Linked DNA regions of Capra hircus: region 2 is linked to region 1. Evidence: chromatin contacts called from public Hi-C data. All regions are on one chromosome and are shown on one strand. The core of a region is the stretch at or near the end of the contact, and the rest is flanking DNA. Distances in the headings are between cores, read along the strand shown.

The links. Hi-C and Micro-C count contacts between places; a contact is called where the count stands out from the background.
Region 2: a contact with region 1 is called in a Hi-C map of blood, with 6 times the contacts expected there. The contact joins two enhancer-like sites. A contact is called at or near these places in 2 of 5 Hi-C or Micro-C datasets (both in blood).

The regions. Positions count from the first base shown.
Region 1 is chr21:19,849,381-19,853,902 of ARS1.2, forward strand. No RefSeq gene overlaps it. Among named protein-coding and RNA genes, the nearest start is that of ABHD2, 26 kb to the right of the region's middle. Within about 2 kb of position 1,856, at least 2 of the 5 cell types and tissues checked have an H3K27ac peak or open chromatin away from gene starts, as enhancers often do.
Region 2 is chr21:19,956,112-19,960,633 of ARS1.2, forward strand. All of the region lies in intron 5 of ABHD2 (monoacylglycerol lipase ABHD2), which reads left to right. Among named protein-coding and RNA genes, the nearest start is that of RLBP1, 50 kb to the right of the region's middle. Within about 2 kb of position 2,495, at least 1 of the 5 cell types and tissues checked has an H3K27ac peak or open chromatin away from gene starts, as enhancers often do.

The DNA.
Region 1 (4,522 bases), core at 606-3,105:
GGAGGAACAGAAGCAGATCCTTCAAGCAGGGAGGAGCATGGAGCCAGGCATCGGGAGCAGCAACAGTGGCTGAGACTCCAGGGCGAAGCAGAAGCCAAGGCAAGATGCCTGGACCAAGATGCACTTAAGGGCACCCCTTGGAGCAAGGCCAGCACCTCCACTAGCAGAAGCTAGTACCCCACTCCTCCCAGGGGGCCACTAGAGCCACGCCATCCTGAATAATCTACCAGCCTCCTAGACACCTGGCATCCTCACCTTTCTGGTGAAACCTTAAAATAACCTCACCTTTGCCAGGTCAGACACCTGAGCTGGTCTCTTCTCTGCTTCCCTGCAACCTGAGGGGGCCTAACACATTACTACATATTTCCTTGGGGAAATTTTAGAAAATATAGACAAGGCAAGATAAGAAAATAAAGATCGCTTCTGACCCCACCACTCAGAAATGACCACTGATAATATTTCAGTATTCTTTCTCAAAGTATTTTATTCTATGCACATATTTTTACAAAATAGGGTAGCACTACATAACATGACTTTTCTCTAAATAGCTTCAAGCACTTTTCAAAACCAATAGCAATTTGCTGTTATTCGTAAGGAATGTTTCCTCCTGTGGGATGTGTGCTAATCAACCTCCTATTGTTGGAAATTCAGTTTGTTCCTAGTTTTAATGGGCAAAGACTTTGATCCTACATTCCTACTTTCAGGAATCCCACAAAAGTAAAGCACTGGTTTCTAAGAAGACATTCACAGAGATATTTATTGCCAGATTATTGACAATAGCAATAATCACAAGAAACAACCTGGATGTCCACCAACAGGGGGGTGATTGAATAATTTATGGAGCATTTTGTACTATGAAATTTTGGACTGCTATTAGGAACAAGAAGGGTCAATATTATTTGTAAAAAATTGGTCATGGTATATTGTTAAGCGAAACATACATTGTAAGCCAGTTGTACAAGGTGATTTTTGCTTTTGATTAAAATGTTGTAAATGGAAGTGGGGTACTCCTATCTGCATTTTTACAAATTTGCATTTGTATTTCCTTAGGGAAAATAATAGGAAAAAAACTCACCAAACTCTTAATATTGTTCACCTTAGGAGGTGGTGGTAGAGATATTAATTTAGTTACAATAGATATATATTGATTTTGCAACTTGAATAATGTAGTAGGAAACAGTTTAAGAACTAACAGTAAAGAGAACACCATGCCCTAGAGCAGAGCTTGTGGCAAGGGTTTGAATGTTTAGTCCCTTTGGAGATGCTTGCAGAAGATAGAATGGGGGAAATAAGAGAGATGAGAGACCCAGCAATATTCCTTATTCCTGCATGACCTTGAGCAAGTCATTCATTCCTCAAGTTCCCTGACTATGAAAATGAAGATAATAACAATCTCTACCGACCAGGGTTGATGTGGGGGCAATGCCCAGAGAGAGAGCAAGCAGGCATTTGTCTTTTTCACACTTTCAATTCAGTTTAACCTATAACTGATACAACTTAAGATAATGTTCAGTGAAAAGGGGAAAAGATCTATTTAACTCCCTCTGAAATCATATGGGGGCTTCCCAGGTGGCTCAGTGGTAAAGAACTTGCCTACCATCGCAGGAGGCACAGAGATACAGGTTCCATTCCTGGGTCAGGAAAATCCCCTAGAGGAGGAAATGGCAACCCACTCCAGTATTCTTGCCTGGGAAATCGCATGGACAGAGGAGCCTGGCGGGCTACAGTCCATGGGGTTGCAGAGTCGGACACGACTGAGCGACGGAGCACGCACACAGGAAAGCATGTGAGCTCTGCTTGAGAGGCTGCCCCAGGATAACGCTTCTCGGCTACTCGAGGGTTCATCTCTAAGTGACACAGCACTTTGCGGCATGGTGGAGGTTTCTAGGGGTGAGGAGAAGCAGGGGTTACAAAGGGGCCACGGGGAGTTAGGGACTGCATTCCTTGGGAGCTTGGAGGACTGACTTCTCACCATTAGTAAACAGCTAAGAATTCTCTGGGGAACTTCCATGAGGAAACTGATATTTTTGGTAAGAAAATAAAAAATAAAGCCTCTAAAGGAACTGTGGCTGTGGAATAGGGGAGGGCGGGGCGGATCTGGTGCATGAGGCTCTCAGAGGCAGGTCCCCTTGGGATCACGGAATGATTCCTGCTGCAGTTCCCACCATGGCCTCATGGTGGCACTGCTTCCTCTTCAACAATTGTCATTTCTCTCTGCTATGCTGTAAGCTGCGATATCCACTGGGGCTTTCCAAGACAGCCTTAAAGATGAAGAATAACAAAAGAAAAATTGTCTCAGAGGGCACTGTGTTAGAACTCTAGCTTGCCAGGTCTAGCTAGGTTCCCTTCAGCTCACAGGCCCTGTGCATCAGTGACCCTAGACCTAAACTCCCTATTTTCTTTCCCACTTCCATTTTCAGGTGCTAATATTATACATTGGTGCTAATATTATACATCCTTGGCAAGAGGATGAATGGAGGTCTTGGTACCGGTTGGGCAGGAATTCTGGGATCTGGTTCCCAGAGTCTAGTCTGAGAGTGTGTATCAGCAGGGCGGTTCCCAGAGTCTAGTCTGAGAGTGTGTATCAGCAGGGCTGCTGTAACAAAGCACCACATACTGGGTGGCTTCAAATAATAGAAACGTATTGTCTCAGTTCTGGAGGCTTGAAGTCCAAAATCAAGGTTATCAGCAGGGCCACACTCCATCCAAAACCTGTACAGGAGAATCCTTCCTGGTCTTTCCCTAGTTTCCAGGGGTTTGCAGGAATCCTTGTCGTATATTGTACCACTCCGGGCTCTACTCCATCTTTCCATGGCCTTCTCCCCCCATGTGTCTCTGTCTCATGTTAACTAATTACAACTACAACAACTCTATTTCCAAATCAAGTCACAGTCTGAAGTACTGGGGGTTAGGATTTCAACATATCTTTGGGGGCAACTCAGTTCAACCAATGGGTTTCCCGGTGGCCAGTGCAGGAGACAGAGGTTTGATCCCTGGGTCGGAAAGATCCCCTGGAGAAAGAAATGGCAACCCACTCCAGTATCCTTGCCTGGGAAATCCCATGGACAGAGGAGCCTGGTGGGCTTCTCTCTGCCCTCGATAGTATCTCAATAAAACAGTAGCCCAGGCTTCTTGTGAAGGATGGAAACCTACAGTAATACGGGATAGGAGCTGTCCCTCCAGGAGCACAGAGTGCCCTTCCTCTCTCCAGAGACAGATAATTCTGCCTTAATGCAATTCTTCATCTGCTGTGTCTCCAGCTGTTGGGAAAGCAGGCTCCTGTAGCAGCCCGGGTAAGAGATAAGGGCTCTTTGCCTGAAATGAAAAATTCATGAAGGAAGACTAGGATCAGGCTCTAGGAGAGCCGCCAAGTAGCTGTGCTCTAGGGACGCAGCAAGAAGCTGGAAAAGCCAAATGGAAATTTTCTTTCCTCTCCAGCACCTCCCTCAGGTTCCCCTTCCATGTTCAGCGGGGCTCCTTTCGCCCTGGTACCCGCCCACACCTCCGCAGTCTCATGTGAGACTCCAGGCCAGCACTGGCAATGCCCATGTGCCAGGGCGTTCAGGAAGAGGGGTACTGCTCTGTACCCAGACCAGGTATCCACCACCAGCTTCAGTAAAATGGGTACTATTGCTAGAGCAAGCTGGCACAGTCCTGACCACCTGCCACCCCCAAAACTGGAGAAGCCCCAAACTGGCTATTATTTGCCCCTGGAGGTACCCCTGTCTCCAGAATACTTCCTATTCCAGTTCCCTGACCCACAAATCTAACCAAAATTCATAAGACTGATCAGATGATCGTACTTACAACTTGAAGAGGAAACCTTGGGTCTGTTGTCACCATGCTGGGCAGGCAATGGTTTATAGAGCTATTAAAGAGGAGACTTCCCTGGTGGTCCACTGGCTAAGACTCTGCACTCCCAGTGCACTGGACCTGGGTTTGATTCCTGGTCAGTGAACTAGATCCCACAGGCCGCAACTAAGAGTTTGCAAGCTACAGTTAAAGATGTGCTGTAACTAAAACCTGGTGAGGCCAAATAAATAGTAAATAAAATAAAAACCTTTTAAAAATAAAATAACTGAGTTAACACATTTTTTTTTTTTTAAAAAAATAGAGTTAAAGGGGAAAACACAGTTTTAAAAAAGAGTTATAGGGGGAAAAAACCTCGAACCTTAAGAGTTGAAGAATTTGACTTTAATGAAATGATGGGTTAAGAAGTATGACTGGCCCGCCTGTGAGATGCAAGATGGACAGGAGTTACAGACACCAGTGCAGAGACAGTGAGCACTGGGTGCGGAGGGGGAGTGGGCGACTCCCCAGAAATCAGGTAGGGGGACAGGCTGCCATCACAGGAGGGAATCGGCCACCAGTCTCACTGAGAAACGGGGAGCTTGAGTCTCCTGCTACAGAGCTGCCATCTTCCTCCTAGTCACTGGTGCTGCAGGAAAATCTCACTCCACCATCCCTGCCCATGCCAGCTGGGCCGTCAGGAGCACGCCTTCCTCCACGAGCCTGGGGGGCC
Region 2 (4,522 bases), core at 1,245-3,744, 110 kb after region 1:
AGGCGCTGTTCATTCTGGGAGACAGTGGAGGACAGGAGGCCTGGCATGCTGCACTCCATGGGGTGGCAAAGTATCAGACACGCTTAGCGACTGAACGACAGAGTGCTATTGATACGACTTTAGCTTTTCTCCGGTGGCTCAGATGGTAAAGAATCTGCCTGCAGTTGAGGAGATCCAGGTTTGATTCGTGGGTCGGGAAGATCCCTTAGAGAAGGGAATGGCAAGACTCTTCTCCAGTATTCTTGCCTAGAGAATTCCTGAACAGAGCCTGGCTGACTACAGTCCATGCGGTCGCATAGAGTGGGACAGGAATAAGCAAGGAGTCTTAACCACTGAACTACCAGGAAAATCCCTCTACACCTAATATTATTCATTTTTAATTACTGTTGCTCTGTGATATCACTTAATTTCTGATGAGATTCACCCTGACTCATCACTTCTTCAGTGTGTGCTTTAGACTTCCCTGCTTGTTTATTTTTTTTTTTTTTCCATTGAACTTTAGAATTATTTTGTCAAGTTCTGTGTTGAATTTCTGTACCAGTCCAGATGGACTAGATTATGCGTGGAAACAACCCGTAAATCTCAGTGGTTTAAAAACAAAGATTTATTTCTTCCTCAGACAACAAACCCATCCTGGGCTGGCTGAGGGGTCCTGTGTCCCGTCCCCGTCCTCACTCAATGGCTCAGGTTCGCCGAGCAGCTTCCAGCCAGAGTGACACCCAAAGCACACCCCTTGGGCAAGCCTAACTTCGCATGGTGGGGGAGGCGCATTCTCCCCAGAGAGGGAAAGTAGATTTTGGTGAATTCTAGCACACTGTATTACAATTTTTTTTTAAAAGGCTTTTTGATATGGACCACTGTTTCAAGTCTTTCTTGAATTTGTTACAATATCGCTTCTGTTTTCTGTTTGTTTTTTTTTTTGGCCGTGAGGCACGTGGGATCCCAGCTCCCCGACCAGGTATCGAACGCGTACCCCCTGCACTGCAAGTGTGGAGTCTTAACCACTGGACCACCAGGGAAGCCCCTGTATCACAGTTTTGGAATAGGAATTTTATTGTATAAATTAACTTGGACAAGTTTGTTGTCATAGTACTTTCTCATCCAGGCATATGGGACTTCCCTTGAAGTCTTTCTTTATTTTTCCCATGAAGAACTTCTGGCTCTTAGTGTAGGTCCATGGTTATCTAGATTAGAATTCCCCTGGGGAACTTCTAAAAGATACCAACGCCAGGGGCCAGGCCCCAAGAATGCAAGGCCCCCCCAGGGTGGAGAGCCATAGATGTAGCTCTTTCACATCGCTTGTTTCCTGTTCAGCTTTTCCTTTCAACGTTTTATTATACAGTTGTTCAAACTATAGAAAAGTAGAGAGCATAGTAAGATGAACTCAGGATAAACCCATCACTCAATCTCAACAATTTCTCAGCTTTGGGCCAATCTTATTCCATCTGTTAACCACCCCTTCCTGTGTCCCCCTTCAAAGATTATTTTGGAGCAAATCCCAGGCAGCCTATCACGTCACCTATGACTGTTTCAGCGTGTGATGCTAAGGTACACGCACTCTTTGTTTTAATCTGCTAGGGCTACCAAAACAAAACACCACCATCCGGTGGCTTAACTACAGAAACGTACTTTCCCGTGGTTCTGAAGGTAGAAGTCCAAGTTCAAGCTGTTGGCCGGTTTGCCAAGGCTCCTCTCCTTGGTTTAGAGATGGCTCTCTCTCTCTCTGTGTCCACATCTCTGTCTGCATCCTAACCTCTTCTTATCAGGATACCGGTCAGATCGAGCCGGGCTTCCCAAGTGGCGCTAGTGGTAAAGAACCCGCCTGCCAGCGCAGGAGACGCAAGAGACTCTGGTTTGATCCCTGTGTCAGGAAGATCCGCTGGAGGGGAAATAGCAACCCACTCCAGTATTCTTGCCTGGAAAATTCAATGGACAGAGGAGCCTGGCGGGCTACAGTCCATGGGGTCACAAAGAGACAGACACAACTGAGCAGCTGAACCACTGCCACCACCGTGTTGGGCTAGGGCTCACCTGGAAGACCCCAGTTTTACTTGACTACCTCTCTCTAGAAGCTCTGTCTCCAAACAGAGACATTCTGAGGTCCTGGGGCCTAGGACCTCTGTATAGGAATTTGGGGGGGACTCAAGTCAGTCCATACCATAAATGTAAACCACCATCACACCTGAAACAGTATCCTTCACAGCCGTTCAGTTTCCCCAGCTGACTTCTTTGTTTTTGTTTTTCCTTTTTAATTATAATTTTGCTCAGTTCAGGATCGGAATCAGGTCCCATACACTGCAGCTGGCTGAAAGGTTCCTTAAACCTCTTTCAAATCTCCTTCCCTCCACTTGTATTTGGCTTCCGCTCACGTCTGCCTCCTCCGTGTGGGGTGACTGGATGTGATGTGAAGGAGGCGCCTGATCTCTGAGACATACCACAGCCCACCCAGAACATACGTGGGCACCGGGCACTGGCCCGAGGGCCCCGCTGACCTCAGGCTGCCCACGTCCTGTGCGGAAGGCCCTTCCCTAGCCCTCGCCGGGTTGCTCCTTGTCATTCAGGCCTCCACCAAGATGGCACCTTCCTGGAGAGCCCTTCCGAGACTGCCCTCGACCCACCGTTCTCATCTAATCCCCCTCTTCACGTCCGCCAAGGCCCTTATGATTTGGTGAGACCGTGTACTTGTCTGCCTGTTTGTTTCCTGTCTCTCCGTCCCCAGTCCCCCTCTACAAGCACCAGAGATCTTTGTTCTCCTGCTGTGGCTCCCCGGTGTCTCTGCTTGGCCCCTAGAAAATGCTCACTAGGTCCGTATCGCCTGGGTGAGGGCTGAGGGGTGGAATGTGAAATGACAGTTTTTCTGGATGCAAGGTGAGGTGCAGATGGGCACGTCTCAAACAGGTGTGTCTTGTGGTTGTGTGACCTGCCCTTGTGCAAACCATGTCACTCTGGAGCAGATGGCAGGCCCTCCTATCACAGAGATCCCCTTCTGGCCTTTCGAAATTGTGAGTTCAACCAGAGGCAAACTAAAGAGGGCATTAACAATAAGCCCTTCTTTTTTTCCTGTGTCCCACCCACCTCAGATCTCTCTGAGAAAATTGCAAAAAGCCTTTTCCTGCTTACCTACCAACTTTGTTCGAAACCACATAAGCACTATTTCCTTGTTATTGGGCATCCTTGCTGATGTGATTAGAAATTGTTGGCCCTAGATCTCTCGAACAGAATTTCCTAAATGGATAACCGTATGTTCTTGTGACTTAGAATCACAGGAATCCTTCCTGCTGCCTTTGAAAACATAAATTCATTAAAGGAAAATCCCTCATGAAGCAGTTACCATTTATCTCGCATTAACAGTGCTAGGCACGCGCTGAGCATCCACGGGTGTTACTTCCCTTGATCCTCCTGACGCCTTGGAGGTTGGCATTAGTTTCCCCACTTGCCAGGCTAAAGGAGGTTAAGTACCTTGCCTAGGGTCACACAAGCAGAAAGTGGCAGGACCCGCCTTCAAACTGTGTGGTTCTTAACCCCAGCTCAGTGCCACCTCTGTCATAGTGTTCATTTCCTATTTGAGACACTGCTTATTAGAGTGAGGGGCTTCCCAGGTGGCTCAGACGGTAAAGAATCTGCCTGCAATTCAGGAGACAGGGAACTCTACTCAGTACTCTGTAATGACCTATATGCGAACAGAATCTAAAAAGGAGTGGATATATGTGTATATATATAACTCATTCACCTTGCTGTGCAGCAGAAACTAACAGCATGGTAAATCAATGATACTCCAATAAAAATTTAAAAAACAAAGTTGAGTAACTTGCTCCAGGTCACAAAACTGATGAATGGGTGACCGAAGATTCCCACTCAAGCTGTCTAGTCCTGGAGTCCATGCCTTTTTTTTTTAAGCTTTATGCTTCATTATGTGTTTGGTTTTTTAAAATATTTTTTGTTTGTTTGTTACAACATTGCTTCTGTTTTATGTTTTGATTTTTTGGCCACAAGGCATGTGGGATCTTAGTTCCCCAACCAGGAAACCTGCACCCCCTGAACTGAGCATTGAAAGGCAAAGTCTTAACTACAGGACGGCCAGGGAAGTCCCTTGGAGTTCATGCTTTTGAACAACAGGCTAAACAGCCTTTCTTTAAAAAAAAAAAATTTTGTTTATTTATTTCATTTTTGGCTGTGTCAGGTCTTAGCTGTGGCACGTGGGCTCTTCCTTGCAGCCTGCAGGCTTCTCTCTAGTTGTGGCGCTCAGATTCCTGAGCGAGAGGCCTCAGTTGCTCCATGGCGTGTGGGATCTAAGTTCCCTGACCAGGGATCGAACCTGCGTTCCCTGCATTGGAAGGCGGATTCTTAACCACTGGACCACTAGGGAAGTCCCCACACAGCCTTTCTGTGTAAGGAACTACATCCTGCCGATACTTCTAAGGAGTAAGGAAATAGTTCCCAGTCGGATATATTTTAGATTTAAAGCAAAAGAACAGCGAGAGCTTCTCAGAGTCACAGAAATAGGCCTGGTGGGTTTGAGCTC